Linked DNA regions of Mus musculus: region 2 is linked to region 1. Evidence: chromatin contacts called from public promoter capture Hi-C data. All regions are on one chromosome and are shown on one strand. The core of a region is the stretch at or near the end of the contact, and the rest is flanking DNA. Distances in the headings are between cores, read along the strand shown.

Region 1 (5,477 bases), core at 1,707-4,206:
TGGTAAGTTACCAGCTACACGAGCATGAGGAGTTCTATTCAGAACCAGGGAACCCATACACAAAGCAAGGTGCCATGTACCCACAACCCTAGCACCAGGGGTATGGGAGGTAGCTTAGAGTACAGTTGGATTCCTGACGCTCATTGGCTAGTAAGTCCAGCCAATTGGGGAAGCTTTGGATTCAGAAAGAGACCTTGTCTGAAAATAAATAAATAAACGTGGGACTGGAAAGATGGCTTATTGGTTACGAGCACTTACTGACTGGTCTTATGAAGGACATGGGTTCGGTTCCCAGGATTCACATAGTGGCTCAAAACCACTTATAACTCCAGTTCCAGGAGAGTCAATTCCTTCTTCTGACATTGGGGCACCAGGCACAAATATGGTGTCCATACATACATGCTAGCAAAAACACACAAACAATAAAATAAAATAATCCTAAAAATAAATGTGGAGGGTCAGAGAGTTGGCTCAGCAAGTAAACATGCTTGCCACCAAGCCTGAAAACCTGAAATCAATTCTTGTTAACTACAGGGTGGAACCAACTCCTGAAAGCTGGGTTGTGACCTCCACGCATGCTGTAGCAATGCATGATTACACATGAAATTAATATAATAAAATTTAATAAATATACAAAAGGGAAGTGCAGGTGAGGAGACACATTTGATGTCTGTCTCTGGACACACACATACATGTGCACCTACATGTGTGTATGTGCATGCATCAAAGTGCACACTCCAAAAAACTTGGATATATACCACACAGACACACTACAACACACACAGAACATTCACACACTCACACACTCACACACACATACAACACACATACACAGAGAGAGAGAGAGAGAGACTAAAAAATGACCACTTAATATGAAACAGATTTCATACTCAGCAAATGTATTTAGAGGCATGACACATTGCCTCAGCTTCAGAAATTTTAAAGTCTGTGGACCAATGTGGAGCTATAAGTGCAGCGCAATAGAAAAAAGCTACGGTAGAGGAACGTGGTCAGGTGTGATGGTACACGCCTGTGATCTCAGCACTTGGGAAGCAGACAAAGTTGGATCTCTGTAAGATTTAAACCAAGCTCCAAGTCCAAGTCCCTCCTTTTAAAGTAAAGGATATAGAGCACAAATTCAACGAGCAAGACAAATCTATTCTCTGGAAGAAGGAAAGTGAGCTGGCCATTGGTATAATGCTAAATATTTCCTAGTAAGGAAGGCCACCTACAGGGCTTTCCTCAGCTCCTGGGAGGTTAACTCTCTAGGGAACCATTAATACCATGGGGCTATAACTGGATGGGAGAGACCATAACCTCCACTGTATTAACGTGGATAAACTTTGGTCCTGCCTAAGCTAAATGCTACAAACGTCTTCACAGCCTTATCTGTTCTTCTGCATGGGTTCTCAGGATCAAAGTCAGATCATCAAGTTTGCAGGGTTGGTGTCTACCTGTTGAGCCATCTTCCTGTCTCCTCAAAATACTATTTATAGAGAGGGAGTAAATATATTTAAAAGAGTAAGATGTCCCCACTGTTAGCTGTAAGGAGGAGTCAGGGAAGAGATTTTCATGACATCTTATGCTCACTCCACATCTGCTCTCCTCGAGAATGAAAGTCTCACTAGAACTGAACTTTCCCCCTCTCCTCTCTATATCATAGATCTATCCACAAATGATATGGACATATGATGTTTGAGTCTATGCATTGTATTATTTATATTTTGATGTCTCCCAGTTTTGTTTCTCCAGCCTTCAGTCCTGAGCTTCAGACTCTTGGGTCCAAGTACCTAATTGGATGTCTTCACTTAATCAAGTAGAGATCTACATGTCTACAAACGTAACAATTCCATGATTCTCATTCTCACCAAAAGGCTGCTCTTCCTTTCTTCTTAGTTCAGTAAATGGCATGCCATCATCCCAGCTCAAACCACAATATTTAGCTACCTCTGGATCCATTTCCTCACCCTACACAAACTCCATCAGGTACATTAAACTCTATATCCAAACTGTAGCCCAAATCCATCCACATTTGAATAGCTATCAACCCAGATAAAAGCAACAGCTACTTTAGTCTCCATTTCTACTCTTATCTGTTCCATGTCCCTTCTCCAAATAACTCCAAATAATCATGTATGGCCCTTTCACGAATTCATTCATCAAACATTTATGGAAAGCAAACAGAACCAGGGATACAATCATAAAGCAAAAATAGATCTTCATGTTTGTGGACTTACATTCCAGAAGACAGGTTATACAAAACTTAAAAAGTCGAGTAGTTCAAACACAATGAGAATGAATCTAAAAATCAAATGGGATAAACTAAGATAGTTGCTCCTTCCATGAATTTTGGTTTTGCAGCATGTTTAGATTAAAACCTAAATACTTCATCATGCCCTTGTTACAGCGTTGAGACCTGGTTTGTTTGCCCCTGTAAGCTTAGCTCCAGCTACTCCAATTTTCTTTCCTTTCTTCATTTCTTCCTTCATCCCTCCCCCCACCCACCCCCTTTTCCTTCTTTCTGTGGCACTGGAGAGCAACTCAGATCGGCTTCTGTTCTAACAAGGTTTCAGATCCGTTTCCTTCTTCAGATGGGTTTTCTCTTCCCTGGAATGCTGTTCCCATGTCTTGGGAAAGTGGCCCCTTCTCAGTTCAAATTTGATTGAATTTAACCAATCTAACTAAACTAGCTTCTACCCCTTCTCAACCCATCACAGCTTTTAATTTGCCTCACGATGCTTTCCATTTTCCTCAGTTACAGTAACTGGTTAATAGTATCTCTGTCCTTTCTAAACGGTAACCGAAAATGCAGAATATTGGCGTGTTGCTCATCAAACTATCACTAAACGTCTAGCACACTCCCACGCACAAGAAGCGTCGATTTTGGATTTTGTGAACGAATTCCCAGCTCACACGTTTTCCACGCCTATCACAGCCAGGCTCCGCCTCCTGGAGCGACTTCCGCTACGGCCTGTGCGGAAGCAGTCGCGGATAGAAAGTGGTAAACGCAGGCGCCGGGAGGCCGTGGGGCCTTCTGGGTAAAGATGGATTCCTACGACCTGTTTCGCCGGCTTGGAGCCGGCGCCAAGTTCGACGTGAAGCGCTTCTCAGCAGACGCTACTCGATTCCAGGTACTTTCTGTACGCGGGGAGCCGCGTGACCGAGAAGGGGCGGGATCCGGAGATTGAGACCGCCGCCAACCGGGCAGCCGGCGCGCTGGAGACCCCGAGGCCAGGCTCCGATCACCCCCAAGCATTTCCCTCCTGGGATTTAGCTTAACCTAAGATTTACCCCAGACTTCTGAAGGACTGTTTACTGAGCCCCGGTAGACTCAGTTGAGCCTGGCACAGACATTTTGATTCCCAGGTATCTTACTTTACTCACAAAGTTGGAATCCTTTCCGAGACCCCTCTTAGAAACTAAGAAAGCACGCTTTCACTGTAAGCTACCCAAGTTTGACTTAATGTACAGATAGCTGTACTGCAGTGGAGAGTTGGGGTGTTTTGTTTTGTTTTTTCATCACTCTAACCAACCACATTTTAAGTAGCCAACCAAAAGTGTGATCCTGATATGCGGGGGGTTTCTTAAAGAAGTAGTGAGCATGAAAGGAAGTCAGTTGGGACTCACTTGTGAAACATTTTAAACATAAGCCTTACTGTAAAATACAGCCTTTGTGGAGGGTGATGTCTGTGTTTCTTCGTCCTGACTGCAGTGTTGTGGTTACATTTGAACCCTGGAGCAGGGATTTCTGGGATCAAATGCAGGGCCTGCTAGTGAATACTTCTGAGATCTTCACTAAGTTACTTGCTGGTGCCTGGATTTTTTTTTCCCCTCTTCTGTCTCACTGCTATTTACCTTGTAGGGTTGGTGTGAGGATGAAGTAATTTAATATCTAATAAATATCCTTGACGTGTAGTAAATGTATATAAATATTCATTGTTGTTGTTGATAGGATTCTGTTTGCCTAAACACACTACTTAGCTCAACAGAATCTTGTTTGAAAAGGTTAAAAAGGCGAATTACTGAACCTGCGTCCTCCGTACAGCCAGTCACGGTTGGATGGAAACAGTTCTGGCAGTAAATTTCATTTAAAACTTTTGGGGTTTTAGGTAGGAAAAAGGAAATTCGATTCCGAGTCTTTGGAGGTCCTGAAGGGACTAGACTTCTTCGGAAACAAGAAGTCCGTCTCAGATGAATGTGGAGCATTGCAAATACACCAGGAGCCCCCAAATGAGGAGAAAACACAAGGGGTCCTGTTGGAAAGGAGTAAGGAGCCCAAGAAGAAAAAGAGAAAGAAGATGACTTCAGGTTAGTATTGGCTTAATGCTCATTTTTTTTCCAGTTCCAAAACGGTGCAAGCTGGTAAGTCAGACAACACATACCTAGCAACCTTTGTTGATGCCATCTGGATTATACCTAGGTACTGGCTGTTACTTGCTACTGCAATGATGGTCATGCATAGCCTTTTGGACAGGTGTTGCTATTTCTGGAGAATAATAATCCTAATGTGGAGGTACTCTGTGAAAAAATATGTATCACTTCCTTAGAAGTTATGTCTCAGTGAAATTAAAAATTATGTCTTAATAATGCCACAGAGGAGATGGAGAGATGGCCTAGCAGTTAAAAGCACTGACTGCTGTTACCGAGCATACAGGTTGAATTCCCAGCACCCACATGGCACTTTACAATGCCTATAACTTTAGTTCCAGGGTATGGAATGCCTTCTTTTAGTTTCCCTGGTTACCTGGCATACATGTGATACTCAGACAAAACACTCATACCCATTATTTAAAAAAACAAAAAACAAAAAAAATCAATTAGAAACCTGGGCATAGTAATACTTGCCTACAGTTTCATCACTCTGAAGTTGGAGGAGGGAAGATCTGTAGTTCAAGGCCAGGCTAGACTTTGTAAAAAACAAAATATTCATTGAAGATCTTTGCTCACTACTCATAGAATTTTTTTTTTAGATTGTTCTCACATATTTGTTCTACCATACAAACATTAAAGTTGGCTAATCTAGTCATTAAGACAGTCAGGTCTACTTCTAATTGAGCCAGTGTTGACAGAAACAGGAAGAACTGCTGTTTCTATGATGTGGACAGCTCTAAGCATAGTAATTTCATTGCTATTGCACATGAAATCTTCCTCTATTACAGTAGTTTCTAGCTCGATGTTTGATGAACAAGCTGGCTGCCCTGTAGCCTGTGTATGCTCAGTCCATCTCCTGTTTGACACATACAGTTGTCTTGATGTTCAGAATTAACACAGCCAACAAAAGGAAGAGAGCAAGCCTGGGTGTTCTGTCTGCACCACGTTACAGCTCTCCTGTTCCTGGCCTTATGCCAGTTTGGCACACCTAATACTGCTGCACTTGATACCTTTGATTTTTTCAAATATAGAAGTTCCTGCTCAAGAAGACTTTGACGGTGGTATCCAGTGGACATCCTCTGTAGAAGCAAAGCTTCAAGATGAAA
Region 2 (5,456 bases), core at 1,371-3,870, 2.3 Mb after region 1:
GGTGCTCTTCCAGATGAATCCAACAAATCCTAGCCATCATTTTATACCTGTGAATAGTCACAAATTCAATGTATACTTGGAATCACAAGCCACAGCCTCTTGGTAAAGACTCAGCTGCTGTAAAAGACTTACAGAATTCATCATCGCAAGCTGTGCTGGATACGCTCTACAGGGAAAGTGGATCTTCACCCCACCGATGGTGTAGTCAGACAACACTGAGGACATTCTGCCTTCTTCTCTACTTTAGGTGCTTCACTACAACAGAAACAATAAAATCAGTAGAAGGGTTGGCGAGATGGATTCCCAGAGCCCACATCAGGCACCTTACAAATGCCTGTAACTCCAGCTCCAAGGACTCCCACAACCTTATCTGGCTTCTGCAATAACCTGCATTTACCTGGCATAGCCATCCACACATACACTCACAAATATAAAAAGGATTACAGTTTACATATCGAAATAATGTCATTCAAAGAAAACCAGACACCTAGCAATAGAGCTGAAGTCTGATAATAAAAACTGGAATTAATAAGCACATATATAAAAGTAATAGAAATAAAAAAAAATCTTATCCTTATAAATAAATCTCAGGGTCAAGAGCACATACGTACTAGAGTCTGACCAGTCTAGACTGGCACTCCATGATGTATTAGTTATGATGTAAGGCAAGTCACTTTTCTAGAACTCCATGTCCTCAGGTACAGAATAGGAGTCCTAACAGAAACAAGCCTTATAAGACTGCTGTAAAAGTTAAATAATGTAAAAACATACTGTACATGGCAGATGAAACACAAGCTCCTATAACAAGTTTGATTACATATATTCAACTTATAGATACAACAGATTTCTGAAGCAGCTCTGCTATTCCATAGCCTCACTGTTTCCTCTTATTCTGTACATTCCTGTTTGCCCTTTTCACACTCTCCCAGTTAGAAGGAAAAGGCAGATGAATGGGCAGGAAGCACAGGTTGTATCTATGACTTAACATTTTTCACCTGTAAGTCTAAAATTCTTTTCTGCAATAATATCTAACTTTAAAAATTGTTGTAAGGGAGAAAGTATCTTTCCACAGAAATTCACTTAATTTTTTTTAAATCATCTTTTAGTTTACTGGGGGAGGAGAACCCGCATGGCATGACACGTGTGTGGAAGTGAGAAGACAGTGTTCTGGAGACAGAATAGGTTCCCTCCTCTCACCATGTGGGTCTCAGGAATTAAACACTGCTAGCTCGGTTGAGTCCTTTACCTGCTGAGTCAGCTCAGTAATTCTGAAATCAGGAGATTATAATTGAAACAAAATAGATTTAAATCCCACTGTTTGCATCACCTAACCTCCCAGACACTTTTATTGACTGAAGAATTTCGACAGTGGTGAGAAAATCTGGTAAACTCAGTCTGTGAATGGAGATGGTTAAGACAGAAGGTACAACAGGTCATGAAGTCAATAACTTTAACCACAGCTTCTGTGCTCCAAAAAACCCACCACTCTTAAGTTATTTTTCATTTCTAAATATTGTTCTGTCAGACAAGACCTGCATAAAATCAAGCCAAGGAGACCTGTCAACATCCCATCAGGCAGTACTAATTGGACTCATTGGGTGGGAGGGGCGTGTGAAGGGGTCCCGAAGCAGTGTGAAGGATGTACTGGGGATAGGTCAAGATACTTTGTATATATGCATAAACTATCAAAGAATAAATAAAAGATATTGTTAGAAAAAGTATCCAATCACTGATTTTTATCTGTAAACCTCTGAGGTTTAATGGACTCTAACAGCTTATTCTGAAGCAAAAACTCAATATTGTGTTACTAAAATTAATCGAGATGGCAATCTATGCCTGAAGCTGTGGCAACATTCCTCTCAAAACTCATCAGACAATCACACTTCCGGATGTGGTGGCGCAATTCTTCTGGCCCCCAACAATCTCTGGTGGATCTCTGTACGATCGATCGAGGGCAGCCAGGTCTGCACTCCGAGTTCCAGCCCAGCCAGAGCTGGAGGGTGAGACCCTGTCTCTTTAAGAGAAGGGGGGGGGGGGGGCGGGTTAACAAATCTGTAGCCCTTCCAGAAGTACCGCGGAAGCTGGGGCTACCTCCAGCCTGCGTTCACAGAATGTAAGGACAGGCTCCCTGGCCCTCAGCTTTCCTTCCCCAAGCTCCTAGTTCTCACATGTCCACGGGGAGCCACACCATAGAGCCCGAGAGCCCGCCGGCGCCAGCCTGCAGGAGCCCGTCCCCTCCCCGCGCCCTCCTTTCCATTTGCCCACGGCTGGCTCCCGCTCCCAGAGAAAAGGAACGGCTGACGTTTGACAGAAGGCAACGCGGAGCCGACCTACAAGGAAAGCTCGCGAGTACGAAAGTCCTCCCTCACCGGCTGTTCCGACGCTGCCAGGTACCAAGGTACAGCCACTCCTCCCTCTCCAGGCTGCACTCCGCAGCGCCACACAGATGAATTCGCGCCTCCCGCCCCTCGGTTCCCAGTCAGCCAATCACACAGCCAGACCGGAAAAGGAAACAGCCAATCATCGTACGAGGCCAACGCTATACCGCCCAATGGGAGCCCGCGAAGTAAAATCAACCCTCGAGTACTTGGCGGGACCGGAAGACGAGCACCGCCCCTCCCCCAAACCCCACCCCGCGAAAAAGACTGGGACAAGTTCCGCACATTTGCTTGAAGGAAAAAAAAAAATTCTTGTACTGTGAGACTTTAAGAAGCACAAAATGGGCGTTAGACGGGTCTTACATTTGGTGCATTGACCGGGAATCGTCCTGCTGGCGGGTCCAGTGACAGGAGACCGGAGGATTGTTCGAGCAGGTACCGCGGCTGTGTCTCTTTGTGTCCGCCCTTGGCGTGCGTCTATTCCGCGCGTCTATTCCGTCTGTTCCCTCTATTTTGAGTCGGCTGCAAGTCAGTTTGGTTTCGGTTTGCAAAGGAGTTGTCTGCCGGGGGTTGCCAGAAGCGACCTTAACGCTGCGGTAACGAAGAGTCCTGGAGGACGCTCCAGACTCTCAGAGTGGGAAGTCGGATCCGATCCGCGAGATCCGGGAGGGCTCGACTTCATCTGGGGGTCAGTGGCAAAGAGACCACTACCAAGTTATTCAGTGTATCTTCTGTGGCGCTCGTGGCAGGGGCGCGTTGGTATTTTACTTTCTGTTTTTCTTTTTGTGTGTGGACTGGGACTGACGTTATTTTTGGACAGAATGGGACACTGACCTTCCACCCCTCCGAGTTTTACTCTAGAACATTGGAGGGAGGTTAAGACTAGAGCTCACAATCTCTCAGTAAATGTGAAGAAAAATAAATGGTTTACTTTTTGCTCGTCAGAGTGGCCCACCTTTCAGATTGGATGGCCTCCTGAGGGTTCTTTCTCACTGCCTCTTATATTGTCCGTCAAGAGGTGCATTTTTGGTGCTGGCTCGAAGAGCCACCCTAATCAGGTCCCATATATCATAGTGTGGGAAGATTTAGTCACCGATCCCCCTCCTTGTGTTCGCCCGGTTCCTCTTCAGGACCAATGGCTGTGCCAATCTTCGCCCTTCAGGATAGGCCCAAGAAAGATGTTCTCCCCACCACGGATACTGATCTTCTTCTTTATCTCCCTCCCCTTTATCCTCTCTCTCTCTCTCTCTCTCTCTCTCTCTCTCTCTCTCTCTCTCTCTCTCTCTCCTCATGCAGCTCAAGCTGCAGGGCCTTTGGCCCCGCCCATTCCGCCTGGAGAATCAGGGGGACTCGCCATCCTCCTCCCTCCCCAGGTCAGAGGGACCTGCTCAGGAGACTCAGAGACAGTGGAGGCAACTCCTGAGGGTGCCCATATTCTGCCCCTCCCGGCCTATGGTCCCCGGATGAACAAGGTCATCAGCCTTTCAGTATTGGCCGTTTTCCTCCAATGACTTATATAACTGGAAAACTCATAACCCCTCATTTTCTGAGAATCCACAAGGTCTAATTAACTTAATTGAATCACTTCTCCCATCAGCCCACATGGGAAGATAGTCAGCAACTGCTTCAGGTTCTCTTTACCACAGAGGAAAAGCAGCGAATCCTTGAGGCTAGGATACATGTCCCGGGGTCAGGTGGGCGCCCTTCCCTCCTGCCAGGGAATATTGATGCAGGCTTCCCATTGACCAGACCGAACTGGGACTTCAACACCCCTAAAGGTAGGGAGCACCTGAAGGTCCACCGCCAGGCTCTGATGGCAGGTCTCAAAGGGTCAGCACACTGCCCCACCAATTTGACTAAGGTAAGGGAAGTGGTACAGGGGCTGAATGAGTCTCCCTCTGCCTTCCTAGAGAGACTCATGGAGGCCTTTCGCCAGTTTACCCACTATGATCCTAGCAGTGAAGAGCATAAGGCAACAGTTACTGTTGCCTTTATTGACCAATCTAGCAGAGATATTAGGAAGAAGTTGCAGAAACTTGAGGGATTGTAAGACAAGTCTCTAAAGGAACTAGTGCAAGTAGCTGAGAAGGCTTATCATAACCAAGAGTCAGAAGAAAAGAAGGAGGAGAGAAGGCAGAAGGAACAGGAAGCTAGAGAACTCAAAGGAGAGAAGAAACAGGAAAGGAACCTCCAGAGGATCTTGGCCACTGTAGTCAGAGAAAATTGAAAACCTAGTAAGATAGTACCTGCCAACAGAAGAGAGCCCCTGGCTAAGGATCAGTATGCCTACTGTAAAGAAAAAGATCAGCCAGGCGTGGTGGCACCCACCTTTAATCCCAGCACTCGGGAGGCAGAGGCAGGCAGATTTCTGAGTTCCAGGCCAGCCTGGTCTACAAAGTGAGTTCCAGGACAGCCAGGACTACACAGAGAAACCCTGTCTCGAAAAAACCAAAAAGAAAGAAAGAAAGAAAGAAACAAACAAAGAAACAAACAAAGAAACAAACAAAGAAACAAAGAAGTCATTGGGCGAGACTGTCCCAAGAAGAAGAAGAGGGGACTCTACACCTCCGAAAAGAGGCAAATAGGCCCCAAGGTGCTGGCCATACAAGAGGACAGTGGTTGGGGAGACGGGGTTCGGACCCCCTCCCCGAACCCAGGGTAATCCTTAAAGTGGAGGAGAAACCCACCCAGTTTCTTGTGGACACAGGGGCCTAACACTTAGTCCTATTACAAACTGATGGACCAATTTCTAATAAGAAGTCTTGGGCCCAGGGGGCTACAAGAAACAAATACTCATGGACTACCCAAGGAACAGTGGATCTTGGCATGGGCCCGGTATCCCACTTATTCATTGTTATTCCTGAATGCCCCTACCCCATGTTGGGGAGAGATCTCCTCACCAAGATGGGGCACAGATCCATTTCCTCCCTGGGGGACCACAAGTCAAGGGCCATCAAAGAGAGCCCATCCAGGTATTGACCAGGAAGTTAGAGGATGAATATCAATTGTTTGAAGACAGGAGCCAAGAGGTTAAAGATATGGACTGGTGGTTGCAAAATTACCCACATGGGCATGGGC

What was found. Capture Hi-C pulls out chosen DNA fragments and counts their contacts.
Region 2: a contact with region 1 is called in a promoter capture Hi-C map of liver, with 2.4 times the contacts expected there. The contact joins the promoter of Brip1os here to the promoter of Ddx52 in region 1. A contact is called at or near these places in 1 of 39 promoter capture datasets (hippocampal neurons) and 1 of 9 other capture datasets (liver).

What each region holds. Positions count from the first base shown.
Region 1 is chr11:83,939,134-83,944,610 of GRCm38.p6, forward strand. It overlaps Ddx52 (DExD box helicase 52), which reads left to right and starts at 2,957. Exons shown (of 15, transcript NM_030096.2): 1 at 2,957-3,131; 2 at 4,110-4,308; 3 at 5,403-5,477. The coding sequence starts at 3,045.
Region 2 is chr11:86,198,740-86,204,195 of GRCm38.p6, forward strand. Brip1os (BRCA1 interacting protein C-terminal helicase 1, opposite strand) reads left to right here and starts at 2,621. Exons shown (of 7, transcript NR_130959.1): 1 at 2,621-2,813. It overlaps Brip1 (BRCA1 interacting protein C-terminal helicase 1), which reads right to left and starts at 2,454. Exons shown (of 20, transcript NM_178309.2): 1 at 2,370-2,454; 2 at 133-255. The coding sequence starts at 225.